Linked DNA regions of Oryza sativa: region 2 is linked to region 1. The links are chromatin contacts, called in public HiCAR-type maps. All regions are on one chromosome and are shown on one strand. The core of a region is the stretch at or near the end of the contact, and the rest is flanking DNA. Distances in the headings are between cores, read along the strand shown.

Region 1 (7,802 bases), core at 1,445-3,944:
TTACTAATTTTAGCTACACCCTACTTATGTTGCATCAAAAGTCGAAAGCTCGAAAACCATAGGGTGTTTTGAATGCCCCTATCATGTTTGCCATAGAAAAACAAGAACACATTACCTTAAAAAGAAATCAAAACAAGGACATGGGACTATGGAAACTAATCACAATGTCAGAAGTACTGGTGCTGTAAGCGTGTGCACCTGACGAGTAACGAGGACTATTTCTGGGGAATCCGCGTGGTTTTCATCGAAGTATCAAACCATTCACCTTTTCCCCTCTTGATATGCCAGTAAGCCACGACTTGATTCTGTAGTGATGATTAATCAACCCCGTCGAATTGTAGTTTAATGCCGACATGGGAAGAGTTCAGAATCATTCTTCTCTAATTTGGATCTCCCTAACCATAGGCACGCTTGTGTCAGCTTCTTGTTGTCACTGCTTCTTTTCCAGCAGAGAAAGAACAGCAAATCTTCAGACTGCAATTCTGTAGATGACAATATTTTCCTTCTGGGTTTTTCAGATGGATGTGCATTTGTTTCTTTCTTTCTTTTTTGTTTAAATCCACCACATTTCAATTGATGGGGAAGATTGCATATCAACACAACTCCATGGAGTTGGAGGCAGTTGTCCTATCCATAGCAACGCTAATTAAATTGGTAATGGTTAGTATTCAGTCATCTGCAAAAACTATAAACAGCACAGTTCAGAGATAGGGGCAAGTAGAAAAAAATTAAATCTTTTGGGCGACGGGAAGAAAACTTTGCAATTTTAGACACTGAATAAACAGGCATGCCACACGGCCTACATTGGGTTGTAGACAAAGCACCATGCATCCAGATTGAGCTTGAATCAACCAGCTCACTGCAACGGAAGTTGTATGCCTTCCCTGCAACGGATAAATTCATCTCACCTTGTGACAAAATTGCATCTCCGCAGTACAACAATCTCATGTCACAAACACACAGAAGATATAGCCATCCACAAAAACAGACGCATGAATATCTCAAGTCAAGGTAATTGGCTCTAGAATCGTCATTTGAGACAAATAAATCAGGTGTTTGTCTTTGTCAATCATCTCCTTGTAGAATAGTGCGGAATGTAAAGAGAGCTAGCTGCATTTGACAAAATTTCATGTGACGTATTACATTCAACCCATGTTTCCTACAACTGAAAGATGAGAATCGAGATGGTCTGCTTATTTCACAACAGGATCGAATTCTCAGATTATCATAGCTGTGTCGGCCTGAGGTTTTGCAAATCTGAGTTAGGGGATTACTGTTTCACTCTTTTGGCGAAGATGCCTGTCCAGAAGAAAGCCTCTCCGACCTCGCCTTGTTAGCTCTTTCCATGTAATCTTGGTGCGACTGATGCTTTGCCCCTGCAGTAGATGGAACAAATTGCATAATCAGTTGGTATTCATGTATCAAAAAGAGTATTCTAAAAATTTCATCATTTGTGGGTTACAGTCAACAAAAATCAACATTCATTCTCAACCAGAAACCAAAACATGCCTGCCCAGCCTAAAAGCACAGATCTAACTCATATCTAATTTTATGTTAAACACTTTGGTCACCCTGAAAATGTAGAGATGCGTATTACGAATAGCTAAGAGTTTAGTACCATCACACCACTCAAAAAAAAAAGGCAAGATCAAGTAGCTGTCCTTATATCAGTTATAAAAACTTCAAAATGAACACGGACACCTCAAATTGCTGATTGATCATCAAAACTTAACAGTAAAAGAAAGAGAGGGCATGAAACTGCGAGATGATAAGCAATGGTGATGGCAGTGACAGTGTCATGTGCACAATGTACATGGAACTAGCTGGATAGCTCCAAGGGTATTGTGCAAGGGATCATTATCATTAATACTCCCTCCGTCCCAAAAATATAAGAATCTAGGATTGGATGGGATATTTTCTAGTAGTACGAATCTCTTCGTACTGACGGTGACAATCTGAGAACATTGTGACAACAAGAGAGAGGAAGATCTCAAAACAACGAAATAACAAATGCTTAGTCTAGTAGCGCTGGTACTGAAGCAAAATAGCCTGTCACAAGTTGCAGTACCAGCCTGATTTGGTGAGATTACCAAGTTATTACGCTTACAATGCCTGCATTTTCCCAAAATTCGGCACGCAAGGGAAACTCCTAAATCTTCATAGCAATTCATATACGCCCCCAAGCAATCCCAAATTTCAAACCCGTTTCATTTCACGGGTCTCAAAAAACATACCAGATGCCATTATCACCACAGTATTGTACAATAAACTCTTGTGCGAAAAATCCCTTCGCTCCTAGAACCTAGTAACATCGTAGTTCCACACTACTGAGTTCATCATCAGCAACATGAACTGGTTCTCTGAACGGCTTGGGGGGTCAAATCAGTTCATGATGAGGGGAGGAAGAGAGAAAGCGATCATGCGGAATACCTCGGGTCATGAGGTACCAGGGGACGCCGAAGATGGCGGCGAAGATGGCGATGCCGGCGACGACGTGCTTCTTCTCGCCGCTGTACAGGTAGTGCTCCACCCGCGCGCGGAACCCTCCTCCTCCTCCGCTGGTGGCCTCGCCTCCTCCCATCGCTCGCCTGTTTGTTCGTGCTGCTGCGGGTTTGCCTTTGCTGTGGCGTGCCGGCGACCGCCTTCCGCCGCCGCCGACGCCGGTGAGCTAGGGTTTGTTTGGTGTTGGTCGTCGTGGGCCGGAGTGGATGATGGGCCCACTAATAAGCGATCACGAATTTAGCAAATGGGCCCTGGTTGGGTCGCTGCTGTTTGGTACTAGGCGATAAGAAATTTTGCAAATCGACCCCTGCTTCCCTATCTTCTCCTCTTGCCGTCCTCCGCGCTCTTCCATTTAGGGCTATAAAAAAAGCTCGAGACTCACAAGCTGCTTAAGCTCGACTCGTTCTAGGCTCGATTCGAGCTCGGCTCAAGCTCCAAACGAGCCGAGCCCGAGCCTGTCCCAAAGCTCGCGAGCTTTGTCGAGCCGAGCTCGAGCTTCTAACAAGCCTAGTAATATATAATTTTTTTGTTGCTATTTAATAAATTAGTAGATCAAATATGTTACTTGTATGCCTTGTATTAGCATCATATATTTATTTTATTCTTTTTCCTCTTCTACTAATATGATAAACCATAAATTAATTGTTTTTTAAAAATTATCCTTTGAAATATACACTGTTCTAATTAAAAATCGAGCTCGGCGGTCGATTGATTCCCCTGCTCTTGTGTGATCTTCTCTCTAATCCTCATCTAATTGCTCCCAATCCTGCATTCCCCCGGTCTACGGTTTCTCAAGATTTCAAGTAGCCGGAGTTTGTAATTGTTCGTAAAATGCTCACAGGTAACCATCAATCAACCCATGTTAAAATCTGAAGTTCAGCGAAAGGGCCTGTAGCCTAGTGGTTACAAGAGCCTTAGTAGCACCTGAGGTCCTGGGTTTGACTCCCTATGGGAGCAAATTTTCTAGGTTTTAACGGCTTTGTGATTTCAGTGGTAGGTGCTCAAAAAAAATTCTAAAGTTAAATTTTTTTTATCTGAAAAGCACAGGAGAACCACATCTCATTTCATTAAGAAGAAAGCAAATATTTACAAAACACTTCTCAAAAAGTAAAATCTCGACCAAAAACTGAAGTTTAATTTGGCATTAAAGAGTTCAAAATCATATATATATATATATATATATATATATATATATATATACATATATATATATATATATATATATACATATATATATATATATATATATATACATATATATATATATATATATATATATATATATATATATATATACATATATATATATATATATATACATATACATATATATATACATATATACATATATATATATATATATATATACATATATATATATATATATATCTTGCTGTTTAATACATTTTTTTTGCCTCCATAAATCTTATAACAAGATCAAAAGACAAGGGTCTAATTAAAGTATTATAACCCAGAATACATGGACCCTTGATGTTGCATTGTAGCGTGAAGATCCAATAAATGTAAAGAATCTAGACCATGTTTCCATATACAAATGAGCTCCCTAATCAGGGAAAAGAAATAAATACATCACAGATCATTTCTTTTTCTTTCTTTTGGCCAGCAGACATACCACCTGCATTGTTACAGACTTACAGTTACACATTACAAACACACCGTAGATCACTAATGATCTGCAGATGAATAAGATAGCCACAACCTAAATCAGAATTGCACACTGCAAATCTGTACACTACACTGACGAGACAACTGAGTACATAGCTGTGCAGCAACCTGATAACTGCATTGCCTTTTTTTTTTCTTTTTTTGGCATAGAAGAACTGCACTGTCAATTTGTTACTAACAGTTGTTATTGTGGTCTGATCCTGGAAATGGTAACCTGCTAGGCTCCTCCCCGTGTTGAGCACGCGATTGCGGCGCCGCCACCCATGGCGATGTAGCAGGAGGCATGCTTTCATGGAGTTGATGAACTTGGTGTTGAGCAGAACTCGATTCCTCTGAGGTGCCACCCAATACAATCCTCTCAAAGCTCGGCCACTGCAAAATGAATGCCGAGTCATGAACCATACTATGTAAAAATTACTGCAAGCACTGAGCTGTACACAGCATCCTGACAGTAATGAAAATAAAAATAAACAGAGCTGAATTGCTGTGGGTTTCACTAACGTCGATTGTATCAGAAGAGCTCATCAGCCTTTGGAGATCTTGTTGCCAATCAGGAAATGGCGTTGGTGCTTGATCTGCAAAAATTTGGAGTTTTAGATGTCATCGTATCAAAATGATTGATGCAGAATGCATGCACGAAGGAAAAGATAAGAGCTAAAGGGGTAGAGGGACTCGTTTGGGTATTTCTTAATGTTTAGCTCAAAGTTGAAAGGAAATTCACATATCCAAGCAAAACCCTACCAAAGGAAAATTGTGGAATCAGTAAGTACCTGGATAATCATGTGTGCTCACATCATTAGGATTAGAGGTGCTGCAGTCGCAGATTGCATTCGAGTAAAACGCCACACCATTGCACAAGTTTTCAGCTCCTATAGTTCCTTGAAATAAGAAATTCCGGCATCAATTGTGTGTGGTGAGGAAGACAAGAGCATTCAAAGAGAGTATCGTGTAGTGTGCACCATATGCGTCGAAGACCAAAAAATAACCAGGTATCCAGTAGACTAGTACAGCAAGTCTTTACTAACCTTGATTTGGCATCTGATGATCAGAACGATTTGATGGGCCTGCAGCAGCTGCTGAAGTTGGACTGATCGGTTCAGGAATGTTGTTTTTCATTACAAAATCGGATGGAATGTCATCCAATTTAGCATGTGCACGGTCTTTCAGTTTATTCACTTTTGTCTGCGTGACAACAACATATTTGTTTCTTATCGATTGGCTGATAAAGGAAACACAAATGAACATAGGATCATATGCTGCCAGAAAGATGTTGAGTTCAGCATGTACCTTTTGGGCTGGATCAAAATTTTCATATATGACATAATCACCACCAAATTTTGCTCCAACAATTTGATGCACACCGTTGAAGAAAAGTGTCGCATTTTCTTCTTCACTTTGATACGCTTTCAGCTCATGCTGGTCTCTGAGACAGCACTCCCTGGCATGCCCAACCATTTTATCCCATGAGTTCGTCTTCTTCTTCATCTGGAGAACCTGCATAGCAACAAATGGATGGATGTCATGAATCATGATGACAATAGTACGACAGCTGCAAACAAAATGTATGGAACATGTTTTACTTCTTCACGGAGCTTCTTGGCGTTCGTGTTCAAAGCCTTCAAGAAGTCATGCACTGTGAAGATTTTAGCCTTCTGAAGCCTCTTGTGGTAAGTCCCATCTTTGCAGATTTCCTCCAAGCGAAACACTTCATCGTCCAGCATTGGAGGATGCCTCTTCTCATTTGCTGCAAAAGACAAGACAAATGTGTCCTGGTAAAGAAAAAGCTGATTTGTTTTTAAGATAATGGATGCCATTCCGGCCTCTACACTCCACATGAGTGTCCACTGCTAAGAAACAGCTGCCTGAAAAAATGGAAAAAAAAAAGCACCTTCATTTCTGCGATCCAACACGGTAACTGGCTTCATGACAGCTTCCTGAACTCGGACACCGGTGTTTTCGCTCTTGCATACTCTTGCTCCCAAAATGAACATCCGACTGCGGGTCCTGGATGATCCTTCCTTGAAACGGATCTTGCCCAAGCGGTTTTCCCCCTTTTTCAACCAAACACCACAATCACCGCCCAACACGAATCCTTGCCCATTCCGACCTTGCACAATGTGATTGTTGAACTGCTCTTCAGTCCAGCTCACCCGACCATCGTTGGAGAAATCACCGCGGAGAACTACGATTTCGACTTTCACCTTGGAAAGTGGGCCATCTGTAATCATGTTGTCACCTTCAAAGATACCTATTCTGATAGCCTCGTTGCTTTCAGCTGTGATGTTCTTTTCGGTGTAAACAGGAGTCTTCAGATTATCCAGGAAACGCAGTTGAACATTTGTGTTTGGCTCCAGTCTGAAGAAAAGCATGGAGGACAATATGATAAAGCTCAGAATGTAGTGTTAGTAAATTGATATAGTACACTATGGAAAAGAGAACTTGACAACTGGCCAAATGGATAATTAATATCTAACATTTCACGATGAGAACAAAAAAGGACGAAAGAATCTATGAATGATGTGCACTTGTGAATCTTTTACCCTGGGTGTTGATCAGCATGACGATTGGAATGCAGATGCTTCAATTGTTTCTGTCAGTGTGAGAAAAAAAAAAGTACAAGGTTATCAAATGAGGATGAAACATGTAAAACACTGATTTAGAGGACTATGGAACTAACCACTTCATGACTGATATCCTCCATCCGCTCCTGCATGTTTTCCATCCGCTCCAGCATGTTTTCCTGTATATTTTCCAATTTTCTGATAACCAAAAAAAAATCATTTTTCATTAAACTATGACATGCAGAACTTCCATATTTTCATGAGAAAAATAAAAACTACTCATGCTAGTTATTAAAGCACATCAGTCGTGGAGCCAGGAAGATTTTTGAGCCAAGGCAAATTTCCATATAACTAGTATTTACTACAGAAATTTCATCATCGATTTACTCATCAATATTAAAATTTAATGGAGTTTTCGCCGGCGAGCCCGGGCGGTGGCTCCGCCCCTGAAGCATATTGATACGGAGTAGAAGAGAAATAAAATGGTAAAATAACAATATAACTATCACACACTTACTTGATAATAACACCCTGAGCATTGTGAAGCCTCTGAACCTATGAAAGCACAAGAACGTAAATTTAGCCACAGCCATGAAACAAGAAGGAAACAGGAAGAAGAAACATTGTAGGCTGTAGGAAGAAAAGAAATACCCAATATCAAACTATCAAAGTACAATGAGTTTATGCCATTTTTGCTGAACCAAATACCATACCAAAACAAACTTATGACTGTCAGTTAAATCAGTAAGATAAAATGAGTTTCATATACATCACAAACAGATATGCACCTGCCCGACTTTCAGAACAACATGTTAATTATTACTCCCTCCGTTTCTAAATATTTGACACCGTTAACTTTTTAGCACATGTTTGACCGTTCGTCTTATTCAAAAACTTTTGTGAAATATATAATACTATATATATATATATATATAAGTATATTTAACAATGAATCAAATGATAGGAAAAAAATTAATAATTACACAATTTTTTTGAATAAGATGAACGGTCAAATATGTTTAAAAAAGTCAACGGCGTCAAATAATTAGAAAC
Region 2 (7,802 bases), core at 3,487-5,986, 320 kb before region 1:
GGTGCCGCCCTGACGACTTCCGGCGTGCGCACAGGGGCGGCGGTGCAGAGGAGCCCCGCGTGGTTCTACCTCCTCTCGCGCGACGCCGCCGGCGGCGGCGGCAACTGCGACGACAGCTACAGGCGTGCGTGGAGCCGGCTGTTGAGGAGGCTGGTGCGGGAGAGTAGGAGTTTCTGTAGCCTCAGCATCAGCAGGCACGGTAATGTTAATTTTCGTGGATGACTTCACCAGAATCAAGAATCTGATTCTGAATCTGAATAAGAATTTAATTTGGACATGGACAGTATGCTCTATTGCTATACCAGAATCAAGAACCTGAATTTGCTATGAAAAGAAGTAGCTCAACTTCCGTGAGCCTGGTCCATTAAATTTGTGCTTTGCTTCCTCTTTACCCGAGCTAATGTAACGTGAATAGGCCCATCTCGCTGGAATTCTGCGTGAAACCCATTCCAGCGATCCAGTTCATGAAGCTTCCCCTTGCGAGTCGTCGCGGTGGCGAGCGGGTGGCGGTGGCGACATGGATGGCCAGCAGGAGGAGCAGCACGTGGGGCGGCGGCAGCTGGAGCCCGGGAAAGACGAAAATATCCCTCTGCAAATAATTTTTTATAGACAAAAATATCCCTCTACAATTCTACTACCATTAAGTGTGATGGTAGTAGAAATAGATCTGAACCCTATGATCAAATGAGATCAACGGTTCAGATTATTTTCTACTACAAGTAGAAGGCACCGGAGTGGATCTCTGTTTGGTTATATAAACTGGGTCATACATTCAAACTGCTTTTGAGCTTGTGTTTGAAATCTGGATGATTTTATCGCACAATTCTAGCAGCTCCTGGACCCATATTTAGATTTAGATGGAGGTCTTTTTAGAAAAACTAATGGCGTAATATTTGCAAAACAATTTTGTAAGATTCTGACAGATCAGTGGCGGATCTATTAATTTTCCAGAGTCCAAATAAACAAATATATACAATCTTAGACATTGTTGAACACTAAAAAAATACAAAAAATGTGATCCGCCGACAAGCCCGAGCAGCCTTGGATCCACCGTTGTGAAAGATAATAACCTGACAAGGATTTCCCTACCCAGTAAAATATCCTAATACTAACTGGTTGTTAACCATACAATTGCATACTTACAAGGCAGAATTACAGTGTCCTTCGGGACTGTTCACTTTGGTGCCATTTTCAACCTTATCAAATTTTGGTAAAGTTGTAAAAAAATGGCTACATTTAGTTTGCTGCCAAATTTTGGTAACTATATAAGAAATCCTGCCAAAATTTTGGCAAGTTACCAAAATTTTATCATAGTTGTCAAAATTTTAGCAATGCTAAATTTTGGTAAGGTTTTTTTTTGGCAGCAAAGTAAACAGGCCCTTCATTCACACTCTAGTAAAACTCATTTTAAAGTATTCTCATAATAAAATGATTTAACAAACTTCAAATGCCAATGTCGGTGGGCATCCACCAACTCATATGCTACGGCCACATGTTCCTACACTTAAAAAAATCCTACATCGAAAGAAGGCCATTGCTTATGATTCTGAGGTATATTCTACAATATCAATTCTTATTATGGACTTGTCAGAAAAAAAAAGTTTGCCTCCCCATGTTTTGGCCAATTGATTGGTCCACACAAGAGTGGACAAATAAATCCCAAAAGGAATTTTGATGCAAACATGGCACCAATAAATTGACCTCCTTTTCATGCTATATCTTTTTCATGTATATATTTTGCAGCATGATTGTAGTACAATTTGAATTAGGTAAACACGCATTGGTTTATGCACATTATGATCCCACCGAGGAAATGGGAGTATGTAACCAGGAGCAGCTGATTTGTTAAATTCAGAAAAGCAAAGTGGAGATTGTACTGTTGTGGTAACACTAAGAACTCACTAACATTAAAAAAATGCTTTTATAGAGTCTGTTTACTTGGGCCTTGTTTAATTCTCAATTTTTTTCTTCAAATTTTCAACTTTTCCGTCACATCGAACTTTTCTACACACATAAACTTCCAACTTTTCTATCACATCGTTCCAATTTCTTCGAACTTCCAATTTTAGCGTGGAACTAAACACAGCCTTGATGAGAATTCATGATGAGCTTAGACGGCAAGTAAATTAATGGCCATTAAGAAAAGGCTATTAACCATTACTATACTATTTCAAACAAACAGAAGACATATCTAGTGCACATTGGCTGTCTGCAAGAGTGTGTTTATTGTCCTAACCTTCTTGTAAATGTGATGTGTGTTTTCAGACAAACACACATGATGCTGAACTTTTCCCCTGCAAATGATACCAAATGATTTGCCATCATTTTCTTTTTGAGATGAGATGGAAAGAAAATAACTATTCAATTATCCTCCATGAGAAGATGAAATTATATTAGGAAGTAACTCCATGGGGATACCGGAGAGGTAAGCCTGATGGTTCTTTCTTTCTGAAATTATCCTCATCTTTATTTCTGAATTTCTGAAACCATCTGTCACTTAGTTCTTGAATGCTTTTCAGTGGCGGCCTTATTGGTCAAACCGATTCAGCTTCATGTTAGAAATGGATAAGACCAAGAAGGAAGAAACTAAGAAAGATCTAGAACAATAAAAAGATACTAAATTGAGGATGAGATTAGACATGAGAAGAAGTATCCCAATTGACCACCAATTCTATTGGAGCTAAAACAGTCAGCTGCTATTTTCTCTGTCAAGTGTGTCAAATACTACCAGTAGCTGCTCAAATACAGTGGGAACTTATTTAATTTTCCTAGCTCTACTTTTTCTAGAACACCTGTTACATTGATGCAACATGGGTACATAATTAATATAATAACACCTGATTTCAAGAGGCTTATCCAACATCAATTAAGCAAAAATAATGACATGGTAGGCAACCCATGCATTGTGGAATTGGAAAGTTCTCAGCAAGCAGAGTATGACACCTCTTTCAGCACTATGTATTAGTACTACATGTTTTTTGACTTAATTTTCTTATGGTACAGCCATCACTCAAAAGTAAAAGGCAAAGCCCCTCTCTTTTGATTGTGCAAAAGGAGCTTTGCTAAGCAGCCACTTAAAACACTAACTTCTTCTTTTCTCCACAAAACTACACCTTTCTGCATTCTTTCCAACTGGCATTCTTCTGATCAAGAAACAAGAGGAAAAACCTAACAAAAGGATCAGAGGACAGGAAACAAAATAATGGTGATCACAATCTCCATGAACAAAAATAGGAAGCTCAACTTGAATACACAATCACACAACCAGATCAACACACTTGTATTATTAGAGACCATCAAGGAATTAGTAGTACTAATTAATTTAAATTAAAAAAACATTTGCATGACAAAGTACTCCTAGTTAGAGCTTAGAGAAGGACTAAGAAAGCAAAATTAAGAGGAAACTAAGCAAAGAAAACTGAGAAAGTCAAGTGGGGCCATGGCTTGTCTCTGAAAAGATCACCATAAACGTGCTTGAATCCAGTGGCCACTATGGCTTGCTGCAATGCACTGATCTGCACAATCTCTCTCTTTTTAAGACACGTTTAAGGTCAGGTTTAACTTCAGGAGCAGTCGCTGTTTTAGATGCTAACATAACATACTGAAAGCTATATTTCAGTTTTCTAGAAGCAACTACTATACAAGATATCATATTAATTTGTTATACCTTTCTGATATGTTTTCTAATTTGAACAGGATATTTTTGCTGTCATGCTAATATACTATACCAAGCAAACCATTTTTTTTGGAGTTTTCGAGGAGTTACTGCATTATAAGATACCATAATAATTTGTTATACCTTATGATACCTTTTTTTTCTAATACCACAAAAACTACATAAAAATACACAAACTAAGCATAATTTGTCATGGTAATTGAAAAGAAAAATTCTTGAACGATGGCAAGTGGGGCCAATGGTTTTGGAAGTTTTGGGTGGATTGTGATTGTGATATCTCAGGTGCATGCACTGTTCATGCTTAGGCATCCAGGTTTTATCTTTTTCTTTTTTTTTTCTTTTAGGGTTTTGACAAATCGACCAACCTACCCTGTCTCCATGATCTTATTCGATTCCTGGATGGATAGGAGATTAGGAGTTAGACCAAAGATTGAAGTTGACATATGAGCTAGGATGAGGCTGTGGAAAATATCACTACACATAAATAAAAAAATCTACATGGAAATTCTATGCATCTGTAAATCACAAACCATTGGCAGATTGGCTGCTGCAACATTGTGGGTCTTTACCATATTCATACAGAGAAATTCATGCTTGTTCATCTTTTGGGTGAAAAATATTACAATATATTTCACGGTCTCACCAATTTTCCATGTATTAGTGAAAATATAATAAAAAACTAAATAAAATATCAAATTTATAATATTGCATATTAGTTATTGGTATCCCTAAGAAATACATAAGCATATCATAACAGAAGTGTACAGTGTTGTTATGGTTAGATTCTTGCAGATTAGACTAGGTACAACAAATCCACATTTTTTACAAAAGTGAAAGTTTTTTTTTTAAAAAAAAGAATTAGTAACAGAAAGGCAATAAATTGACCTAACGCAGCCACACAAATTACTACACTATTGGGCCTTAACTCACCAAACATCCAGAACAAAGTAGCCCAAATCCAAGCCCATTTAATCCAGGCCCAACTAGGCCCACCTAAGCTTCCCGCCACTGCACCCCCTCCTTTCCCGCCAAAACGCTCCCTCTTATCCCCCTCTTCCCGCCATTTCCCCCAACCCCTCTGAATTTCCCTCCCTTTCCCTCTCCTCCCCTCCTCCTCCTCCCGCCTCCGCCGCCGCCGCCGCCGACTACGCCATGGCCGCCACCGCGACGAAGACCATCGACTTCGCCGCGGAGAGAGGTACGCGACGCGCCCCCCTCCCCTCCCCTCCAGAACCTTCCGGAACATCTCTTCTTGGAACCTTCCAGAACAAATCCCAACTCACGTTGTGATTTGTTCGTCTCCGCAGCGCTCGCCAAGGACTTCCTCGCCAACTTCGCCGGCCCGCGCGGCGAGCCCAAGTACCTCAACATCCTCGTAATGATCTCCACCTCGCGTTCTACCGATTGAGGATCTGAATTTCTTTATTTTCCACCGATTTGTTACTGTAATTACTGAATTTACTGTTCTTTTGTTGTGTCCCAACTCCAGCAAGATGTCGCGAACCGGAAGATCCGCGCGGTCCAGATCGAGCTGGACGACCTGTTCCACGTACGGAATCTCTGAATCCTCCATCTCCTCCAGATCTACAATTATTTTGAGATGCAAAAAGTCTGATATTGTTTTTGGGGCGTGGAATTTTTTTTTTCTTGTGTGTTTGTGTAGTACAAGGATGCGGATGACGAGTTCTTGCAGAGGGTCACGGAGAACACGAAGCGCTACATCGGCATATTCGCGGACGCCATCGACGAGCTCATGCCGGAGTCCACCGAGGCGTACGCCGTCGACGAGGACAGGGACATCTTGATGACGCAGCGCGTCGACGAGGGAGCCGATGGCGGCGCAGACGGCACTGACCCCCTGCAGAGGATGCCGCCGGAGATCAGGCGGTTCTTGTGAGTGTGCTGCCTCTGAATTTCTCATGAAAATGTGATTTCCCTTTTTGGAGAATGAATAGTAGTAGCTGTGATTAGGGATGCAAGCGGGCAATCCTACTACCCGTATAAGAACCCGCTTAATAGTTCATTTCGTACTTGCTAGCACAAAAATTTGGAAGAAAAAAATGAAGTAGAATTATGATAAGCAGGCAAAAAAAAAAAAACTGTGCCCGCCCCACTTGTAGAAGGAAAATAGTGTCGCGAGAGTTACGAAGTTGTGCAAACAGATTTTTAGATGGTCTTGGTTGGTGAGATTACATAATTTAGATGGTCCTAGGATTGCCATGTCCCACCTTGACCTAGGAACTGAACAGTGAACACTACCTAAAAGATGCTATTGAGCACAGTTTGGTATGTTAACAACAGTTGGTGCATGTTCTGCAATTATTTGTGCTTCCATGGATTATGTGATAATGTAATGTGACAGATTCTTGAATGCCACCGGAACGTTTGCCCATCTTATATTGAAAGCTAAAATTGTCTGTGCTCATGCATTGCTTATTATTTTTGTCCTTAAAAAATCATTGCTTGTTTTTGTACTATGATTTTGTTGGTTTTGTGTTGAGCTTTTATCTGAATACCAAGTGGTTTTGACATTGCAGTGAGGTGTACATCAAGGCTTTCTCAAAGGTGACTCCACTCACCATTAGGCAAGTGAAGGCATCCAACATCGGGCAGCTTGTCAAAATATCTGGAATCGTGACTCGCTGCTCGGATGTGAAGCCCTTGATGCAAGTTGCTGTTTATACATGTGAAGAATGTGGTTTTGAGATATACCAGGTATTCATCTCTTCCAGGTTCCTTTTTCCATAAGTAGTTTTGATGAAGTGATGACTATGTGTTGACTGTATCGATTATTTGCCCCCCTCAAGGATTAGCGCTTTAATGATTTTCCACTCCACTCCATGTGTTAATCTTTAGCCTATAATCCTAGACCACTTTAGCCTATAATTCATTGGATACTCTACTCCATGTGTCAGGCATATTGTCCTTAACTTTTAGCCTATATTCCTAGACTAGTTTAACGTCTAATTCATCGGATGCTATTTTTCACTTTGTGCTAAATTTAATTGAGCTGTGGAGCTAGTGGTTTTCACTTGCTGAGATATATTTATATGTGCCTTCTGGAAGAAAAATTCTAGAATGACTATTAACATTGTATTGTTCTGAATTTGACAGGAAGTGACTGCTAGAGTATTTATGCCTCTCTTTGAATGCCCATCTCAAAGGTGCAAGCTGAACAAAGCCAAAGGGAATCTAATCCTTCAACTGCGAGCATCAAAATTTCTGAAATTTCAAGAGGTAATAACCCTTCTCCACAATCTGTGAAAGTTTACCTTCAACAGGCAAAACTATTCTTACTTAGGCATATTCCAAATTGTACTCAATCGTAGAACTGCAACACTTTCTTGTAGGTGAAACTCCAAGAGTTAGCAGAACATGTACCAAAGGGTCACATCCCACGTTCTCTGACTGTTCATCTTAGAGGAGAGCTGACTAGAAAGGTACATCAACTTGCAACTTTCCCTTTGCTTTTGTTCTCTGTGTTGCTTTGTGAGTGGGACCACAAAATTGATGTTTTTCCATAGGATCCACCTCTGAATTTGAGAAGAGGCTGCTATAAGATTTCTGGTTTTCATTTACTAAATATCCATTATCTTAATGCTGCCACATAAGCAGGAAATATTCATTAATGGCTCCAAGTACTAAATGCTGTTATTACCAGGTTGCACCTGGAGATGTGGTTGAGATGTCAGGCATTTTCCTCCCCATGCCTTACTATGGATTCCGAGCCATGCGTGCAGGATTGGTTGCTGATACCTACTTGGAATCAATGTCTATCACCCATTTCAAGAAAAAATATGAAGAGTAAACCATCTCAGCCTAGCCATCCAGTCTATTCAGCTTGTCTCTCAGCGCCATTTGACATTACAAATTTGTTGCAAAAAATCATTGCAGATATGAACTTAAAGGTGATGAACAAGAACAAATTGACCGTTTGGCTGAGGATGGTGATATCTACAATAAGTTGGCAAGGTCTTTGGCACCTGAAATATTTGGACATGAAGATGTCAAGAAAGCACTGCTGTTGCTACTTGTTGGCGCACCTCATCGGAAGCTTACAGATGGCATGAAGGTATGCATGTTGTGTTGCCAGGACTTGTGATCACTTGTATTCAGTAATAAAACT

Evidence for each region. HiCAR-type assays count read pairs that join an accessible place to other places.
Region 2: a HiCAR-type map of leaf shows a contact between it and region 1, with 3 times the contacts expected there. The contact joins the promoter of LOC4352514 here to the promoter of LOC4352497 in region 1. A contact is called at or near these places in 1 of 15 Hi-C or Micro-C datasets (leaf mesophyll) and 1 of 4 datasets of contacts at active chromatin or transcription factors (leaf).

What each region holds. Positions count from the first base shown.
Region 1 is chr12:23,324,162-23,331,963 of ASM3414082v1, reverse strand. It overlaps LOC4352497, which reads right to left and starts at 2,694. Exons shown (of 2, transcript XM_015763285.3): 1 at 2,431-2,694; 2 at 998-1,376. The coding sequence starts at 2,581. The coding sequence ends at 1,279. It overlaps LOC4352496 (calmodulin-binding protein 60 A), which reads right to left. Exons shown (of 12, transcript XM_015763398.3): 3 at 7,267-7,304; 4 at 6,866-6,947; 5 at 6,729-6,778; 6 at 6,077-6,543; 7 at 5,769-5,932; 8 at 5,476-5,682; 9 at 5,214-5,370; 10 at 4,959-5,057; 11 at 4,690-4,763; 12 at 4,025-4,560. The coding sequence ends at 4,363.
Region 2 is chr12:23,645,261-23,653,062 of ASM3414082v1, reverse strand. It overlaps LOC4352514 (DNA replication licensing factor MCM7-like), which reads left to right and starts at 4,736. Exons shown (of 15, transcript NM_001423567.1): 1 at 4,736-4,874; 2 at 4,984-5,051; 3 at 5,166-5,225; 4 at 5,340-5,569; 5 at 6,214-6,391; 6 at 6,791-6,913; 7 at 7,027-7,116; 8 at 7,338-7,480; 9 at 7,571-7,748. The coding sequence starts at 4,829.